Regions from separate parts of the Anas platyrhynchos genome. Here region 1 is linked to region 2. Evidence: chromatin contacts called from public Hi-C data. All regions are on one chromosome and are shown on one strand. The core of a region is the stretch at or near the end of the contact, and the rest is flanking DNA. Distances in the headings are between cores, read along the strand shown.

Evidence for each region. Hi-C and Micro-C count contacts between places; a contact is called where the count stands out from the background.
Region 1: a contact with region 2 is called in a Hi-C map of skeletal muscle, with 1.7 times the contacts expected there. The contact joins two enhancer-like sites. A contact is called at or near these places in 2 of 8 Hi-C or Micro-C datasets (both in skeletal muscle).

The regions. Positions count from the first base shown.
Region 1 is chr1:122,669,244-122,671,943 of IASCAAS_PekinDuck_T2T, forward strand. All of the region lies in intron 1 of BCOR (BCL6 corepressor), which reads right to left. Among named protein-coding and RNA genes, the nearest start is that of BCOR, 26 kb to the right of the region's middle. Within about 2 kb of position 1,323, at least 4 of the 8 cell types and tissues checked have an H3K27ac peak or open chromatin away from gene starts, as enhancers often do.
Region 2 is chr1:122,612,426-122,615,125 of IASCAAS_PekinDuck_T2T, forward strand. No RefSeq gene overlaps it. Among named protein-coding and RNA genes, the nearest start is that of BCOR, 83 kb to the right of the region's middle. Within about 2 kb of position 1,341, at least 1 of the 8 cell types and tissues checked has an H3K27ac peak or open chromatin away from gene starts, as enhancers often do.

The DNA of each region.
Region 1 (2,700 bases), core at 73-2,572, 57 kb after region 2:
GGAGACGCAGCTCGCAGCCGTGGGAGAGCGGCGGAAAGCAGCGCACACCTCGCTCCAAGGCGGCTCGTCTCGCCCCTCCTCACCGCGGAGCACGCCGAGCACAATGCCAGGCTTTCCCCGGTGCAGGCTCCGCCGCGCCGCGCGGCCCCGAAGCCTCCCCCCCTCTCTCCCCAGCGGTCTATTGAGCACACTCGCCTCTTTATACTGCCCGATTCCCAGTGTGGCTGGTGGATTCTGTGCTTTCCACTTTAATTGTCTTATCCAAATAAAGCTTTGTTTTCCTTAGCGCGACAATCCCAACATTCAGCCCAAGGTTTTCATTGGACAGAGGAGATATTTTATTCGCCGATTGTTTAGAGAGTCGGGGCTTACACGGAGCAGCCCTGGCTTGTGTGCCTCCGCTCACAATGGGGTCTTTGCAGCCCTGTTCCCGGCCGCCTGGGTTCGTTTTCCACCGCGATCGGGACCGCGATCATTTTTTTTTCCCTCTGAATTTCATAGCTCCTCCAACTCTACCCGAGACTTTAACAAGTCTTTTAGTTTGCACCTAGACAATAAATTTAGTTTAATTTAGCTTCCGGTCTTTAATTTTAGCAGGTCTTCTTTTTGCATGCAAATCAATATGGCAATTACCATCTAAAAGCTCGCCCAGCCCCAGGTCAATGTAAATTGATCATTGTCCGCCTTCTACAAAATAACACCGGGAGTCTGTGGTGCATAATGAGATTATACTGGAAACTGTCTTTCAGATCACAAATTATATTTCATGCTGTCAGGATCTTCTCCGAGCCGACTTCCTCGCATCTCTAATCGCACGGCACCGGAGCCGTCAGCTCGCAAGGTGGGGCTGGGCTGCGTGGAGGGCTCGTGGGTCGGGGGTGAGAGTCCCAAATCATTCAGGCAACGCCTGACAAAAACCCACGGGCAGGTGCGTTCGCTCGCTAACTTTTCCAGCAGTGGTAGAGAGGAGGAGGGGGAAAAAAAAAATCCCCTCGCTGCCAAGAACTGCTGTCCAGCAAACAAGGAAAAATGAACTCCTTGCTGGAAAGCAGCAGAACTTTCCTAAATCTGCTCTCGCTGGCCTCCTCCTTTCCGTCCCCACCTCTCCTGCTCAGCGGGTCAGAGGAGCGCCGCCGGCAGCGGAGGATCCCTGGGGAAACGCGCGCTGCCCCGGGAGAGACGGCGCCGTGCCGCACGGCTCGGCCCGAGCAGGTGGGAGGGAAAAGGTCGCCCCGGAGCAGCCGTCGCCGTGAGCCTGTTCCGCCAAAGGACACGGGGATTAACCGGAGCCAGGGCTGCTCACGGCCACGGGAACTCCCCCTGCCTGCAGCCGAGGCCTCCGCGCTGGCTCCTGCACGCAGCCAGGCGCACACGCGCAGCTGGCTCCGGGAGAGCTGCTCCGGGAGGCCAACGGGGCCAGCCCGGCTCCCTCCCTCCACATCTGCAAAATCAGGAGCCGGGGGCTAAAACAGGCCCGCACCGGCCATGCGTTATTTCCCAAGCCACGCCGGTCGGAGGAGGAAGTATTAAACTCGGCCTCACGCCGCCGTTGCGGAGCCCGCACTAAAACGTGACCTACAGCGGTGTGTGGGGGAAAGGTAGCGCATCGTGTGTCACCTGCAGCATGCCGCAGTCCTGGGCGAGAGCCCCACACCTCTGCCAACGCTCCCAAACCCACAGCCCGCTCCTCCTCCGCGCCAGCACCACCCAGAGCCGCGTCTACACCAGGCGCAACGTGGCTGCCACCCGAGCCGGAGCGGGCCTTTCGCCTCTCTTCGCAGGGGCCACTCGCTGGTCAGAGCCGAGACACCTTTCAAAGGATGGCCACAGCTTGCTGAGACTACTCAGGCACGTGCAGCACTCATTATGTCGGGCCACGGTAGCCCCAGTCCCCTCTCCCCGCAAAGGACGACCCAAAAGGACATTGACAACTTTGTGTGGTCCGCAAAGTTTGCTTGTGCTGACTGCACGGGGTCCCCAAAGCTCAGCTGCCCCAAAGCTTTGGCATCCCTCTAACGGGACCAGCCTCGGCCTCTTTCTGCTCCCACGGCCTTAGAAAAAGCGAATTTTTGTGGGGTGGGGGAAGAGGAGGGCGAAGGGCCGGCAGCCTCCAGCTGCCCGAGGAGCTGCAGCTCTGGGCACGTCCTGGTAAAGGCAGGCACAGTGCGTGACACGGAGCCGGGGCTGTCCACCCGCGCAGGAATAAAGCCAAGACACCAGTATTGTTTCGAGCCCCGGCCCATATTTGGGCATACGGTTCACACATTCTAAATATTGCTTTAAATATTAGAATGGAGACGTTCGCCAACGGGGCCCGGAGCGCACTCGAAGGCAAGAAGTCACTGCTGCTCGCTCTGGGATTCCTCGCCTGGTCTTCCCGGCCCTTTTTTCTTTTTTTCCTTTTTTTTTTTTTTTTTTTTTTTGGGGGGGGTGTTGTAGAGAGGGAAGCCCCGCTGAGTCTGTTTGTACTGGTCTCTATTAGATATGCAACAAATCTGCCATTTCCGGCGTTGCCTCTATCTAATTAGAGATGTATTTAGATGTGACGTGTAAATAAGCGCTGAGCTGCCTGCTGCCCTGGCTCCGCGGACTGCTCGGGAGCATTTCCAATAAGGCTGTAGCGCCCGGAACCGGGGCTCAGACAAAGAGGAATGGGAATGGTCTGCGCTGCAGGCGAATCCAACAAAACCAGCTTTTATC
Region 2 (2,700 bases), core at 91-2,590:
GAGTTTCGGGCAGCAAGCAAAGCACAATGGTTTTATACAGAGTACACGTGCAGTTCAGCGTTGCTAGTCGACCGATTGTGGCTACCTTAAAAACTGCAATCACAATCCCGCTAGCAGCATTAATGGGAAAACGTTCTTGCAATCAGCTTGCTGAAGGTTACACTGGTAATTTTCTGTCTTCTATCCAGCCGTAGGTAAACTGCAAGGGGGTGGGTGCCTGCGTGTGCTTATGTACATCTGCACACGGGGACCAGGCCTTCCTTTAGCATTTCCTCCTCGAGCATCCCTGCTCTGACACGAAGCACATAACCGGCAGCTTTTCCAGAGAAAAAACTGTATTTATTTCTGGCATCATAACACAGTCAGGAGGGAAAGTGCCTTCACCCCCACCTGCCACTGCAGGCAAGACTCACAGATTACTAGAAATAGCAATCCCTCCACTAAGCCCTGGTGTTAAAATGTTACATGCAGCACAATGATTGGCGGGATCCTCTCTTTGTGTTCTCTTCTGCCTTTTCTTCCTTGCCTTCAGTTTTAGCTCTCTCTCGGTAGTGCGGCTCCAGCTTTTTCTGATTGCATTTTATCCTCTCAGCACAAAGAGTGTTTTCTTTTAGGACGTTGTCCCTTTTCCCCGAACTATTTTTATCAGTTCCCCCTCTGACTCACTGCTGGGAATCCTCCCGTGGATCCGTCCTCCTTCCCTCGTCCCCACAGCGTCACTCCCCCTCTGCTAGAGGTCAGCTCTCCGTTCCTGCCTCACAACAAAAAGGGCCATCCTAGAAATCCAACGCCTGGGGACAGATCTGAGGTTGTTCCCTCCGCAAGCAGAAAAAACAGGCTTCCCTAAAGGTCTCAGCCAAACTTTTCCTAAAATGTGACCACCAAATGGCATCTGCACTGAAAGGGGAAGCGTCCTCAGCATCTCTGCGTGGTCCATCCACGTTGTCCTTCCGGGAACAGACCTCTGTCGACAGCAAAGCTCGGGTTCTTTGCCCCCACCTCCTGGCGTTGCTCATGCAGAAAGTTGTCCTCCTAGCCCTGTTAATAAATCTTTCAGAAGGCAATAAATCTCCGCTTCGTTTAATAATTCATTTTCGCCTGACCAGGGTCCAGGTGGGTGTTTAGGCTCTCACGTTCTCCTGGGACTCGGCGGATGGCAAGGAGCCTGTAAACCGCGCTGCTTAAAAATACCCATGCACACACACACACACACACACCTGCTCTCAGCCCCCGTAACTGCCTGGTAATTGCTAGCTTGGCTGGCTGGCTCGGGCTGCCTGTCTTTAAGAGCCGCATCCTTCCCCGGTGCCAGGCCTTTGGGGTTGTGCCGCCCTCCCCCAGACCTCGGAGTCTCTCTCTGCAGGATGTCAGCTGTCCTCCTCGTCTCCTCCCTTCAGTGGGATGGCTTCCTCTGCTCTCACTGTGATAAGAGTTTGTTTTCGTCTCCAACATACCCTGGGCTACTACCGCTCTCTGCATTTTTCTGCTTTGATACCTGCATTTATGTTCTGATTTCTGTCTCTCTCCTGGGGCCATCCTGCTTTTCTTTTCTCACCCAAAGCAGCTCTGCCGCAAAGACAGGTATAACTAATAGCACCGCGCTCCCTCAGTGAAGCAGAGTTCAATTTGCCTTTCGCAGAGATCACAGGGAATCGGGCCCAGGCAAGAAACGCCGGGCAAAGATTTATGTGGGACCGTTTGCCTAAATGGGTCCCCTACTTCCTTATTTCCGTGGGGCAAGGAAGCTGCCAACATCTGCTCTGTGCCTGATACCGCCTCCGATTCCACCAGCAGCGACTTTCCCCACGAGACCGTCGCAGGAAAATTCCCAGGCTGGCATTTTCTCCATCAAGGACTCCGCTCCCACGAGGGAGATAGGCACAGGGTGCGGGTTGTTCTGCAGCTCCTCGCCTCACACAGCCAACCCGAGCAGTGGAAATCCTTTGCTGCAGGCAGGTTGGACTCCACCTTCCCCCCCCTACACAAGGAAAGCGGAGAGATGCAGCTTGAGGTCAGAGACTGCCCGCGGTGGGCACAAGTGCCTTGTTTTACTCAGGCACGGAGCCTTTTGGCACCCTCATCCTCCCCAGGGAGAAACCCCGTTGTGTTTTTTTCACTGTTGCTGTTGTGTCTGATTTGAGATCTGACAGGGGAAAAAAAAAAAAAAGATGCTGCTGCTTTCTCCTGCACTGCTGCAGCCCTTTCTCCTCCAGGACAGCGGGCAGCTACTGGAAAACCGGGTCAGGGCAGGCTCCCTGCCATGGGATGCTTCGTGGGTTTGGAGCTGAAGCAAGACTCCAGCGAGCCACGGACTCACAGAGACACTTCTACACCCAGGCTCCAGTCAGCGAGAAATCCCGTTTTATGCCTAGAAGTTACGTATTTTATGGCTTTCCAAAAGTGTGTGACAGCTCTGCTGTGTTACACGTGGCCTTCCGCACGGCTGAGCAACAGACCCGGGATTTTACCGGGCAGAAACTCGTGCCTTCAGATGGAAGGGGGCATCCGAAGCAGTGAAATACGGGCCGGCTTTATGCAAGCCCCGTAACAAAATAAATCGAGGGGAATGCGTTAACTTTTGTTTTATTTAACTTCGCCAACTTTCAAGTCAGCTCTCAAGCACCCAGAAGGTTTCAGAAAATGTTTAATCTAGCTCAGACAATTTCCTGCACTCCCTAACTGGACCACCCCATTTTCTGA